Linked DNA regions of Hordeum vulgare: region 2 is linked to region 1. Evidence: chromatin contacts called from public Hi-C data. All regions are on one chromosome and are shown on one strand. The core of a region is the stretch at or near the end of the contact, and the rest is flanking DNA. Distances in the headings are between cores, read along the strand shown.

Evidence for each region. A called contact is a pair of places that touch in the nucleus more often than the background predicts.
Region 2: a Hi-C map of leaf shows a contact between it and region 1, with 2.9 times the contacts expected there. The contact joins the promoter of LOC123445230 here to the promoter of LOC123445215 in region 1. A contact is called at or near these places in 4 of 6 Hi-C or Micro-C datasets (leaf, seedling and an unstated tissue) and 1 of 1 datasets of contacts at active chromatin or transcription factors (embryo).

The regions. Positions count from the first base shown.
Region 1 is chr1H:460,073,888-460,080,670 of MorexV3_pseudomolecules_assembly, forward strand. It overlaps LOC123445215 (E3 ubiquitin-protein ligase UPL4), which reads left to right and starts at 2,939. Exons shown (of 17, transcript XM_045122176.1): 1 at 2,939-3,659; 2 at 3,757-3,867; 3 at 3,947-4,063; 4 at 4,153-4,311; 5 at 4,389-4,547; 6 at 4,962-5,117; 7 at 5,196-5,317; 8 at 5,439-6,543. The coding sequence starts at 3,057.
Region 2 is chr1H:460,225,385-460,231,990 of MorexV3_pseudomolecules_assembly, forward strand. LOC123445230 (nuclear transcription factor Y subunit B-3-like) reads left to right here and starts at 5,193. Exons shown (of 7, transcript XM_045122202.1): 1 at 5,193-5,344; 2 at 5,457-5,710; 3 at 5,812-5,941. The coding sequence starts at 5,469.

The DNA of each region.
Region 1 (6,783 bases), core at 1,689-4,188:
CTGGAGCCCGTTCCGGCACCCTGCCGGAGGGGGAATCCATCTCCGGTGGCCATCTTCATCATCCCGGCGATCTCCATGACGAGGAGGGAGTAGTTCTCCCTCGGGGCTGAGGGTATGTACTAGTAGCTATGTGTTTGATCTCTCTCTCTCGTGTTCTTGAGATGTCTTGATCTCGATGTACCATGGGCTTTGCTACTATAGTTGGATCTTATGATGTTATTCCCCCTCTCCCTTCTTGTAATGAATTGAGTTTCCCCTTTGAAGTTATCTTATTGGATTGAGTCTTTGAGAACACTTGATGTATGTCTTGCACGTGTCTATCTGCTGTGATCAACTTGCGGGTTTGTGACAATTGGGAACCTATGCATATGGGTTGGCACATGTGGATTCATGTGAGTACTCGATGTATGTTTTGGTGATCAACTTGCGGGTTTGTGACATTGGGAACCTATGCATAGGGGTTGGCACACGTTTTGACTCTCCGGTAGAAACTTTGGGGCACTCTTTGAAGTTCTGTGTGTTGGATTGAATAGATGATTCTAAGATTGTGTGATGCATATCGTATAATCATGCCCACGGATACTTGAGGTGACAATCGAGTATCTAGGTGACATTAGGGTCTTGGTTGATATGTATCTTAAGGTGTTATTCTAGTATGAACTCTATAATAGATCGATCAGAATGAATAACTTTATGGTGGTTTCGTACCCGACAATAATCTCTTCGTTTGTTCTCCGCTATTAGTGACTTTGGAGTGACTCTTTGTTGCATGTTGAGGGCTAGTTATATGATCCAATTATGTTATCATTGTTGAGAGAACTTCCACTAGTAAAAGTATGAACCCTAGGCCTTGTTTCCACGCATTGCAATACCGTTCGTGCTCACTTTTGTTACTAGTTACCTTGCTGTTTTTGTAATTTCAGATTACAAAAACCTATATCTACCATCCATATTGCACTTGTTTCACCATCTCTTCGCCGAACTAGTGCACCTATACAACTTACCATTGTATTGGGTGTGTTGGGGACACAAGAGACTCTTTGTTATTTGGTTGCAGGGTTGCTTGAGGGAGACCATCTTCATCCTACGCCTCCCGTGGATTGATAAACCTTAGGTCACCCACTTGAGGGAAAATTGATACTGTTCTACAAACCTCTGCACTTGGAGGCCCAACAACGTCTACAAGGAGAAGGTTGTGTAGTAGACATCATCCGCTTGCGAGCAAGATCTTAATGTGGCTGGCAGTACAACACTGCTTGTGGACTGCTGATAGAAGGGTCCGCCATGGTTTGGAAGAACACAACTCCCCGTGTTATTTGTGCGACCAGGAGGAGGATGCAGTTGAACACATCCACGTGCAGTGCATTTTTGCTCGGCAAGTTTGGCACATTAGTTTCATCAGGATGGGTCTTGCGGGTCTTTATGTACCACTCCCACACGACACCTTGGTTAAATGGTGGTTGACGGCCAGGAAGCTATCACCAAGCCTACGCGTAGAAGTTTTGACACCTTTGTCATACTCATGTGTTGGACCATTTGGAAGCAACACAATGGTAGGGTGTTTGGCAGGAACCAAATTAAGAATGGCTGGGGCATGACCGACCTAATCTTCGATGAATTGCGTTCTTGGGCCAGAGTGGAGCTTTTGGAGTCACTCCATTAGCTGAGTAGTTTGTCGTATGAGTGGAGGAGGAGGCGGGGGGGTTATGCTGGTTATGATCAGTGTGTGATCGTTAACTAGCTGCTTGTAATCTCTTATGCATATTTCCTGCCTTCTATAAAGCTTGATACACCAGTGGTGTACCCTACAAAAAATCCATTTGCTTGCGGGGATGAGGAAAAAGAAACCACTTGCTATAGTGGTTGGTGGCCCAATGCAAGACACGTCGTCGCGTGGAACAGTGGGCGGATGATGGGGTGGAAATCGGTCGGTTGAACCACATTGTTTCCTTTTTTAAAGCTCGTCGTAAAACTTTTTACGAGCCGGCTGGATATATGGTACATGTTCGGGTCATGTTTGCGGCCGACCTATATAGCGGCTAGAGATGCTCTAATGAAATCTCCTTTTAAGGTCATGTTTGGAACCACAATAGATTATAATAATCTGAAATATGAAGATAAATTATATAATCTGGTTTATAAAAATAATCTAGGTGGACATATTTGGAGGCCAAATTTTATAATTGCCATGCAGGTTTTACATTACATAATGACTTGTCTGTCCTCTGTTTTTTTTTAAAAAGAGAAGGGTGATGGTGGTAGGAATGTAATTATCTCCAACTTTACAAGGGTAATGGATCATTAGCAATCCATAATCTGAATTTGGTTGGTATAGAGTAGATTATGAGTTTTTAATAATCTGTCTATCTAGTTTTTTATAATCTATACCATAGTTTATCCTGTTTGAAGACATATTAGATTATCAAAACTAGATTATATAATCTGGATGGTTTCAAACAGGGTGTAAAAAAACAAATCAGATCGGCTAAAAAAAACAGAAAACAAAATGAGACGCCGTCCTTATCCATCCGCCCTCCACGTAACCCGCAATTAACAAAGGACGCACGGGCAGTGCCTTCCCAGGTAAGCCTCGCCCCCGCCAATGGACGACACCGGCGCTACACCAAAAGTCCAAAAGCAAACCCCAAACCGCAAGTCCAGGCCAGGCCGCGCCGTTCCTTCCATTACTGCCCTCGCCCTCGCCCTCCACCCACCCCCCCCCCCCCCCCCCCCCCCCTCCTCCCGCACACAATGGCGGTGCCGGTGCAGAGCACCCCAACTCCCAGTCCCAGTCCCAGTCCCAGTCCCAGATAAACACGCGGAATCTCCCCCACAAACCGCACCAAATCGGTTAAAAATCTCCCGGATTTTAAACCCGATCCATCGCGCAGATAGAGAAGAAGGGGTAAACCAGGCTAAAAACTCCACCCCACCCCCACCCCCACCCCGCACGTCTCCCGTATCCCCCCGATTCCACCCCCCCTCCGATCGATCGTGTTGCTGGCAGCGAGGACTGGTGCTGTGCTGGCCGAGGAGTCTGTCTCAGGTAAGCGCCGATGGATCGCTGCCGGAAGCGCCCCGACTCCGACCCCGGGGGCTCCGGCGAGGCCGAGCCCCCCGCCGATAAGCGCCCCTGCACCGCCGAGCCCTCCACCTCCGCCGCCGCCGCGCCGCCGGAGCAGGCCGCCTCCGACATGGACACCTCGTCGTCTGGCCACCCCGCCGAAGGCGATGGCGATGCCGATGGCGATGCCGATGTGGACGGAGACGACGGCGACGGGGGGTCGTCGTGCGAGTCGGACGGGGACGGGGGGTCGGGCCCCGGGGCCAGCAAGTTCCGACGGATGGTGGCGGCCGTCGCCTCGGAGGGCGCCGGGGGAGGCGCGCTGCTCGCGTCGCTCACGGAGCTCTGCGAGGCGCTCTCCTTCTGCACCGAGGACGCCGGGGGCTACTTCCCCGTCGAGTCCGCCGCGCGGGCGCTCGTGCGCCTGGCCGGCGCCGACGTCGCCAGCCCCGACGAGATGCTGCTCGCCGTGCGCGCCATCACCTACCTCTGCGACGCCATGCCGCGCGCCGCCGACGCCGTCGTCCGCCACGGCCTGCTCCCCGTGCTCTGCTCCCGCCTCCTCGCGATCGAGTACCTTGATGTGGCGGAGCAGGTAACGGGGCCGCTCTGCAAACCCAGCCAGACCATCACATTGACCTGAATCAAGCCGCTTTTTATGTGATCAGCCACGCTTCTTTCTGTATGAGCAGTGCTTGCAGGCGTTCGAGAAGATATCGCTGAGGCAGCCCGCGCAGTGCTTGCAGGCTGGCATGATAACCGCCGTGCTCACATACATTGACTTCTTCGCTGCAAGTATTCAGGTTAGAATTGCAGCAACTCCATCTTTGCTGCTGAAATTCTACTGCATTCTCTAACTGGATGCGTGCTTGCATGGTTCAGAGGGTTGCTGTCTCAGCTGTTGCAAATGCCTGCAAGAAGGTCCCTGCAGATTGCTCCCAGTTTGTCATGGACTCGACCCCAATGCTGTGTAATTTACTGCAGTCTGAGGACAAGATGGTATTGTTGCCCACTAATTTATCCGAGCTTGCTTGTGTTAGGCATGTACATAGTGCTCTGCTAATGTTTCAGGTGATATAATATCACAGGTTGTGGAAAAGGTTGCAACTTGCCTGATAAGCATTGTAGACTCTTTCAGTGGTTCAGTGGAGCTTCTTGACCAGCTATGTCACCAGGGCCTGGTAGAGAAGGTCCTTCCTTTGATCAATGCCAGCGGACTCACTTCCCTTAACCCATCAACTTGCAGTGTATGCTCCCCCTAGACATTCTATATTTATCCTTGGTATGTATTGAGGGAGTTGATCGTGGTTTGGTGTGATTGCAGAACTTGATCGGGCTCCTGGCTAAGCTAGCCTGTAATTCACTTGTGGCAGTGAAGTCTCTCTTTGAGTTGAATGTTGGTAGCACCATAAGGGGGATTTTGGTCAGTTCAGATCTCTCCCATGGGATGCCATACCTGCCTTCGGAAAACCAAAATAACCAGGTTGTTTGCTTAATAGCTTCTTTACTGCCAGGCCATATCTCTATAGTTTTGCTTTTGGTAATGTCGGCATCAGGTGGTCCATAACCTACATGAGCAGACTGCAGTTACTAGTCAGTAGTAACACATGCACTAAGCTGATTTGATCAGTGTATTTACTAGAAATCTTATAAGCTACGTTGCCATTATTGTGAATTTATCTTATCATGTCTTTGTGACTTAACTTTTGTTGTAAACACTACTTTCCTCTTCTAAACAAGCGAAATAGTATCTGCACTGATCAGTAAATAAGTAACCATAATGGTAGAACTTGTCTGATCACATCCCTTGATCCTTCTTTCTACACCAACATGCAGCCCTGAAGTTCACACTAGCTGTCATCTAGTGATTTGATAATTTAATTCTTCATCCAATCAGGTTAATGAAGCTCTGAAATTAGCAATCCAGCTTATTCCTTCTGCGGCAAGAGATGTTGAGGACACCTATATAGTACTCGCGAAAGAAAAAATATTAGTAGATGAACCAGGGTTCTTGTGTCAGTTCTCTGCTGACGTTCTTCCAATCTTGATCAAGGTCTGTTCATAATAATTAACTAACGACTCATAATGTTGCTCGTGCTCTGAAATATGAAATGAGTGTTGTTTTGTGCAGGCAGTCAACTCTGGTGCAAACTCATACATTTGCTATGGCTGTTCTTCAATTGTAAATAACATCTGTTACTTCAGTAAACCTGAAATGCTTCAAGAGTTGCTCAAGGAAACAAACATATCAAGGTAAGCATGACCTGCAAACGAAGAGCTGCATTCTGCATAACAATCAATAGACATTTTCACTGAACTTGTGCTAATTTGCCGAGTCTTAACGAATATGTCACTTCTGTGATTTATGTGTCAGCTTCTTGGCTGGTTTATTGTCCCGGAAGGATCATCATGTGCTAATCTCATCACTGAAGATTATTGAGATTCTCATGCAAAAGCTTCCAGATGCTTACCTTGGATCTTTTATCAAAGAAGGCGTTGTCTATGCAGTAGAGGCTCTTCTTATGCAAGAGGATTGCTCAAAGTCTAGTCCTCCTCTCTCTGATGACACTCAACAGTTAGAGAACCAACCTGTTATGAGAAATAAACCTACATGTTTCTGCTATGCATTTGATTCCCGCATATCTGAGTCTACCGAAACAAGGGCTTGTAGGATTGGGCAGGGGAACCTTCCTAATTTTGCGAGGCATGTGAAGACAACTTACTTTACAGCTGAAGCAGTGAATTCGGAGATGGGGTTGACAGAGATATTGCAGAAGCTCAAAACTTGCTGTGCAGTTCTGAATGACTCTGCTGACAAGTCATTAAACCAAGACAGTCTTCAAAATGAAGAACACTTGTCTACCATTCTGAGTGAGGTGTTGATGGAGCTTCACGGAGGAGAAACAATGACGACGTTTGAATTCCTTGAGAGTGGACTGGTCAAATCTTTGTTAAATTACCTGTCTAACGGCAAATACCTCCAGGTGGATGACAATCTTAAAGATTACAATGCTGACCATTTTTGCGCTGTGCTGAAAAGATTTCAGTCATTTGCACGGATTTGTTTTTCAAGAATGGAGCAAGGTTGGGGTGATATGCTCTTGACATTACTTGTAAGGAAACTGCAGAATGCGCTTACTTCTCTTGACAACTTCCCAGTGATAATGAGTCACAATTTCAAGCCAAGGAGCAATGTTTCTGATATCCCTATTCGTCACTCAACAATTAGTCCATGTATCCGAGTATGTTTCAAGAAGGATGAAGATGATACAAAATTATCAAGCTATGATAATGCTGTGAATTTGGAAATCTCTTCTTCCTTGGATTCTATTGAACAATTCTTGTGGCCCAAAGTCAGCACAGGCACAAGTGATCAGAATACTGAGTCGTCACCTAGTAGTGTTGCTTTCGAGAGCAAATATGCTGAAGATGATCCCCAGGAAAGAGATTCCAGCCCGGAATCTTCTCCTTCATCAGAGGTATTATTCTGTTTGCAATCTTGAGAAACATGAAAGAATTGGGATATATATTGAAATATGAATAGGCTCTTTGGTTGAGTACTACTTGCTTATATTTATAGCTTTCCTTTACTGCCATAGTACATGGTCTGACAATTATTTCATACATACCCACTGATACTTAAAAAAAAATTCAATAAATGCACAGCATATCACAGTTCATACTTCTAGGTGTCCGTGTTTTAAGACTAGAGTGGCTCC
Region 2 (6,606 bases), core at 3,943-6,442, 150 kb after region 1:
AAGAGGTAGTACCACTCCGAGGAGCGGTACTACCGCTTGGCATTTGCATGGCAGGGTTAGGCAGTGTAGAAAGCTCCATCGAAGCGGAAAAGGGGCGAGGGAAAAGTGTACGTGATGATTCCACCCAGACTTTTCCAAAGCGGAGACGGCTTTTCCTACGACTCAACTCCACCGATAACGAAGCATAAGAGCGAAAACCGTCTTCACATCAAAACACCAAGGGGCTAGAATCGTCTTTGTGCAAACCGAGGAAATACCTTAAAGGCTTATTGCACACGATTAGTCCACAAAAGTGTCGTCATCAATCACCAAAACTACCGGGGTCGAAATATGCCCTTACACATTGTTTTTGGGTGGAAGGATTTTGTGTAACACTTGATAATCAGCTACATGAAATAGAATCCATCTTTAGTGAAAAGGTACTTGATCTTTTGACCACTAGTGCTACCCTGATCCCCAACATAAATTCAGATCTTTCAAAGCTGATGATATTTGCGAGTAAGTGAAGAAATCTTATCGAGCTGATTTCAACCAACAGGAGACCTATGGATTAGGGTAGCAACTAAAATACTTTGTTGTGGATGCCTCCCATGATAAAGAATTTAAAAATGTGTAAACCTTAACAAATCTTTATCGACATCTCTTTGTGACAGGGAGACATTTGATACGTCTCTAACGTATCTATAAATTTTTTATTGTTTCATGCTATTATATTACCAATCTTGTATGTTTTATACACAATTTAATATCATTTTTGTGAACTAACCTATTAACCTAGTGCCAAGTGTCAATTCTTGTTTTTGCCTATTTTATTGTTTCACATAAAAGCAATATCGAACAAAGTCTAGACGCGATGAAACTTTACGACAACTTTTCTGGACCAGAAGGGACCGTGGAAGCATCAGGAGGAGACCAGAAGATGTACAAGAGAGCCACAAGCTCAAACAGAAAGCCTCCAGGGGGCATGCCACTTGAGCTTCTAGGCCCCTCGTAACTCTGTTTGCCCTACATCCACTTCTATAAGATCCCTAAAATACCAAAACCACCAGAGCATGACCCAAAACAATTATTCTGCCGCCGCAAGCCTTTGTTCTTCTATGATCCTATCTAGAAGCCTCTACCGGTACTCTGCCAGAGAGGGAATCAATCATGGAGGGCTTCTACCTCAACCTTTTTGCACCTTCGATGATGTGTGAGTAGTTACCTTGTTGTTTTTATTTATTCAGATATAAAAAACTATTTCTACTAACCATACTACACTTGTATCATTATCTCTTTGCTCAACTAGTGCACCTATGCAATTTGCCATTGTATTGGGTGTGTTGGGCGCACAAGAGATTCATTGTACTGATTGCAGGGTTGTTTGAGAGATACCATCTTCATCCTACAATTCATGTGTACTGATAAACCTTATGTCATCCACTTGAGGGAAATTTGGTGTTGTCCTACAAAACTCTGCACTTGGGGGCCCATAACGTCTATAAGAATAAATTTGTGTAGTAGACATCAAGCTCTTTTCTGGCGCCATTGCCGAGGAGGTGAGTGCTTGAAGGTATATATTTAGATCTTGCAATTGAATCTTTTAATTTCTTGTTTATCATTAATTTGGTTTATCAAAGAAAACTATAAAAATGTAAATTAAGTTGCACCAAATGCTTTATCTTTATGATGTCTTTCTTGATAATGATGGATCAGAAAATTGTGCCAAAGTGTTAGAAGAAGAATTCAATAAATTTTTTTGGCATTAAAGCCTTGAATTATAATCATGATTTCAATGTTCTTGGTGAATTCTATGAATATAAATAATACTAATGATGATTGCACCAGTCATGACAAAAATGTTTCTTATAAGCATGCCAATTTTTGTGGAGTGCATAAAGTTTGTGAAAACATGCTTTATAGGGATGATAGATTTTGTAAGAAGCATAAACATGATAAAACCAATTGGCGATTTAAAGTGATGGATGAATTTGCTAAAATTATGCTCTCTTCATCCCATTACTTATGAACTTTGCAATAGGGTTGGTCATCTTAATTTCCAATGCATACTTTTTCATGATCGAATCATGACCAAATATTGTAATAACTTGATCACCCTTGAACATTATAATGAACTTTGTTTATTTTTGGGGTGTGAATAATTGTCAGACAAAAATAGTTGGTTTGAAGCATTCCTATTTACGGACTATACTGAAACTAATCTACAAAAAATCTATATGTTTTGCATAGTAAATTGCAATGAGAATGGTTATATTGCCAACTATAGAAAGGAGAGATAAGCAATAGAATATAAAACGAATACTAATGAAAGGGTAAAGATTTCCACTTTCCCTCCTATTGTCTCTCGTGATGAAACAGGTGACAGGAAGGAGCTTCCTATCCAATCAATCTCATCAATAAAAAGCTTATAAAAATTGACCAATCCCACACATGACATGGTGAAGAAGAATAAAAAGTAGAGGTAAAAAGGTATCTCTCCCAAATAATGTTTCTCCTATCATTGTTGAGAATGAATCCGATAGTATTGTGGATGATGATACACTTGATGATTTTGTTATGCCTAATACTTGTCATGATAGTTATGATTAGGAAGACAATGATACTCCTTATAATATTGAAACCTTTTTCTTTATTGTGGATGATGATACATTTGGGGGCAGGCTTCTTCTTCGAAGATCCAAACCCATTCTTGTCATGTCAATGAATCCGATAGTATTGTGGATGATGATACACTTGGGGGTGGGCTTCTTTTTCAAAGAGCCAAACCCATTCTTGTCTTGTTTTCACTTAGAGCATCTTTCATTCATACCAGCAACCTTTTTCTTTTAGATATCTTCTTCCATGAGCAGACAATTTTCATGTTTGTGAGCAACCTCTTTTTGCTTTCTCGCGGCCTGAATTTCAGCATTGCGTGTGCGCTTAGCCAACTCATTGAGAAAGGAAGATGGCGTTAGAAGTTGTGAAGCATCAGAATTCAGAGGAGGAGGTCGTACTTCATGACCATTCTTCTTCAGCAATGAAATAGCGCGACAGTCACTCCATGGTGGATGGAACACGAAGTTCTCGGCATATCGAGGGTGAATGAACTCATAGTTGAACCACTTATTAACCCAGAGGCGTCGAATCCATTGAATGCCCCTATATTTTCGCTGGCTGTCTTTTCCTTCGACTGTGTTATATTTGTCATGGGAGATATACTGAGTCGTATTGCTATAGGGTTGGCGACCACCCCATTTTTTCATCGGAGCATTTTCTTCATCATTTTGATCATAATATTGAGTCTTTCTCTTCTGTTTATAAGTTGATGGGCCCACCATTGGGCCATGCACATTTGTTGCTTTTGACTCGTTTGTAGTTCCGAGCATAATATCATCACCTTTGTCCCTTTGACCCATAAGCCGAGGAGAATCTTCGACAAAGCTCATTTTCCTGTGAATAAAGATAGATGCAAGGGAAACTGTGGGTAGAGTTACGAGTGTGCACGACAAATGTTTTGGTCGAATGAAAACCATAAATTTAAAACTAGTGCGCCCGAATAGATTCACTAGGATAAACATTATGCTTTGCATTTGGTGGAGACATAAACCAAACCATAGATCTAAAGAATCGGTGCGAGGAATAACTACAAACCGCATCCAATAATTTTACCTAAGGATAGCAGATCTGAAAAGTATGATGAAATCACGAGAAATTACGATGGATGAACTCAAACAATAATGAGAGAAGCACGAGTTCAAGATGCATGTACCCTAACTTGGTGACGTGCAACGACTACGACGGCGTAACGAGATAGATGGACCACGACGGCGTTTAATGACTCTGACGACCCCTTTCTGATAGCGAAGCGACGAAGTTGGTTGGCATTGTCGAGCTCGAGGTGGAGCTTCAGTGGTGAGGGGTTCGATGGAAGAGATGAAGTGTACAACCGAAAAACAAAAGGGGGCGACGTTGCATTTATATGGGAGGGGAAATAACCACACCCCGGTGAATCTGATCGAACAGTCTGCATCCGAAGATGTTTACAATTCAGTGGTCAAGATAAAGGAGTGGTTGCACAAATGCACATGGAAACCAACAAGGAGACATGCTCCTAACTTGAGCTGGAAACCCAATTTTTTATGTTTACGTCTTTGTTATCTTGCAAAGCTACCTCTTTATACCTGTAACGTAGTTTTTGTGTGTGTTTCTAGATAAAGAAACACTCGATGTACGTAGGGTTGTATAAATGGCAGATAGGACCTGAGAGAATATTCATCTCAATTGTAGCTCCTTGTAGGTTTGACACTCCATACTTACCATCTTCATCATTGAAAATGCTACGACAATTCCTTGACAGAGTTGCTTCGATCATGTTGCAAACGCTACATGGACCATGTAACGGTCGCCTTCAGCTTGGTAACATCCTTGCGATGTTGCAACCGCGACATCGATGATGTTTCAGAAACGTCAACTAAATTCGTGCCATCCATGAGAGCATCGACAACAGGTGACAGCTACCCTTTGCAACGCCGACCACGATCCTTGCATCATTGTGGTGGGCGACAAACGCACTAGCAAGCGCGGGCTAACAGCCTTGCAACATGTGTGGTCCCTCGTTTCCCCTTGCAACAACGGTGCCCGGTGGCTTGTGTCCAATTTGTTTCTTCCTATTTACAGCAAGGGCTATGAGATTAGAAGGTGGTGACGTATTCGTGAAGATGAAAGATAAAGGAGAGACAGAAGATAGTAGATGGGTCGGCTCAGGAGACAAGACATGTGACCGAGAAATTTCTACTCCCTCCGTTCCTAAATATAAGTCTTTGTAGAGATTTCACTAGTGGACTACATATAGAACAAAATGATTGAATGTACACTCTAAAATATGTCTACATACTAAAATATGTCTATATATTAGTGGACTACATACGGAGCAAAATTTCTAACGAAGAAAAAAAAGGTGACCGGATGAAGCGGTGGGTGGGGCCCAAGGAGCGCGAGGCACGCTCGAAGCGGCGCGTTTTCCAGCCGGTTGAGTGTAAAGCTTCTCCAACAAATCACGCATAAACCCTCGACGAATAAAGAATCACACCACCTCTCAACACGTGGAAAACACCATGTGCCAAGTGCATCCCGTCCTGCACCGGGCCCACGGCGCGCCGGCCATCCCGCACCCTCGGCCCCGCGGGCGGCTATTTATAGCGCTCCGACGAACGGCCCGGATAGTGGACGCCCCGCCCCCAAACGAATCGCACCCGCCTGCGCCGCCTTCTCTTCTCCAGCGTCGGATCTCCCCCCACTCGCCGCCCTCACCGCACCTCCATTCCCCCCCTCCACCACCTTCACTCCACGCGCTCGTCTATATAAGGTACGCCTCCCTCCCCCTCCTCCCCTCCCGCGCGCTCCTCTGCAAGACGGGGGCCAGCTAGGGTTTGGCGCGCCGGCGCGCTGATGGATCTGGCGGGGCTGTTGTGCTGCAGGAGGAGGGCCGGATGTCGGACGCGCCGGCGAGCCCCCCGGGCGGCGGGAACGGGGGAGGAGGGGGAGGGGTGGGCAGCGACGACGGCGGCGGCGGCGGATATGGCGGCGTCAGGGAGCAGGACAGGTTCCTGCCCATCGCCAACATCAGCCGCATCATGAAGAAGGCCATCCCGGCCAACGGCAAGATCGCCAAGGACGCCAAGGAGACCGTGCAGGAGTGCGTCTCCGAGTTCATCTCCTTCATCACCAGCGAGTGAGTGCCCCCCCTGCTCTGTTCCGCCTGCCCGAATGAACCAGGTGTCGTCTGCTGCTGACCTGTCCTTGTATATTGTTCTGCCTGTACTGGTACTGCAGGGCCAGCGACAAGTGCCAGAGGGAGAAGCGCAAGACCATCAACGGCGACGACCTGCTCTGGGCGATGGCCACGCTCGGGTTTGAGGAGTACATCGAGCCCCTCAAGGTTTATCTGCAGAAGTACAGAGAGGTGCGTGCCTATTTAGTCATGTGGCAGCTTTTCTCAACTAATTGGGAATGGATTAGTGCTTTGGGAGTTCGGTAGGCCCCTCGCTGGTTTAATATGTTGCTGCCAGCTCTGTTTGGCACCTTGGTTTAGTCTTAGGCCCTGTTTGTTTCAGAAGTCCCAGGACTTTTTTTAGTCCCAACTAAAAAGTCCCTTGTTCAGCTTGGTGACTGATGAGACCCCACAACTGCCTGGAACCAATCAGCTTATTGTCCTTAGAACAAGTGTTGCTTTATCCTTCCAATTACTGTCATCCTTTTTTGTACTGTTAATTCAGATAACTGAATGATTTGAAGCACTAAGAATTGTCTCCGGAATCCATTATTAAAAATGAAGTCTTTTATTCAACTGAGACAAGCATGCGTACACTACCTTCTCTTGTGCAGGCCCCAGCTATTTGATCCGGGTTAGTAGCTACTGTATTTAGTAGATTAATAAAATTTATAAGAGAAGTTCAGAATTTGTTAAAAAAATTCCTTGCTTAAAGCTATGCATCATACTTACAAGTAAATAAGCCGTGCGTAATCTAGCTTAAAGAGTAAAGACCTGATGTGCATCTAATACTTCTTAACACAGCTTAGAGCTTATGCATGGTCATTGCTCACTGTATACTTTTATCATCCGTTTGT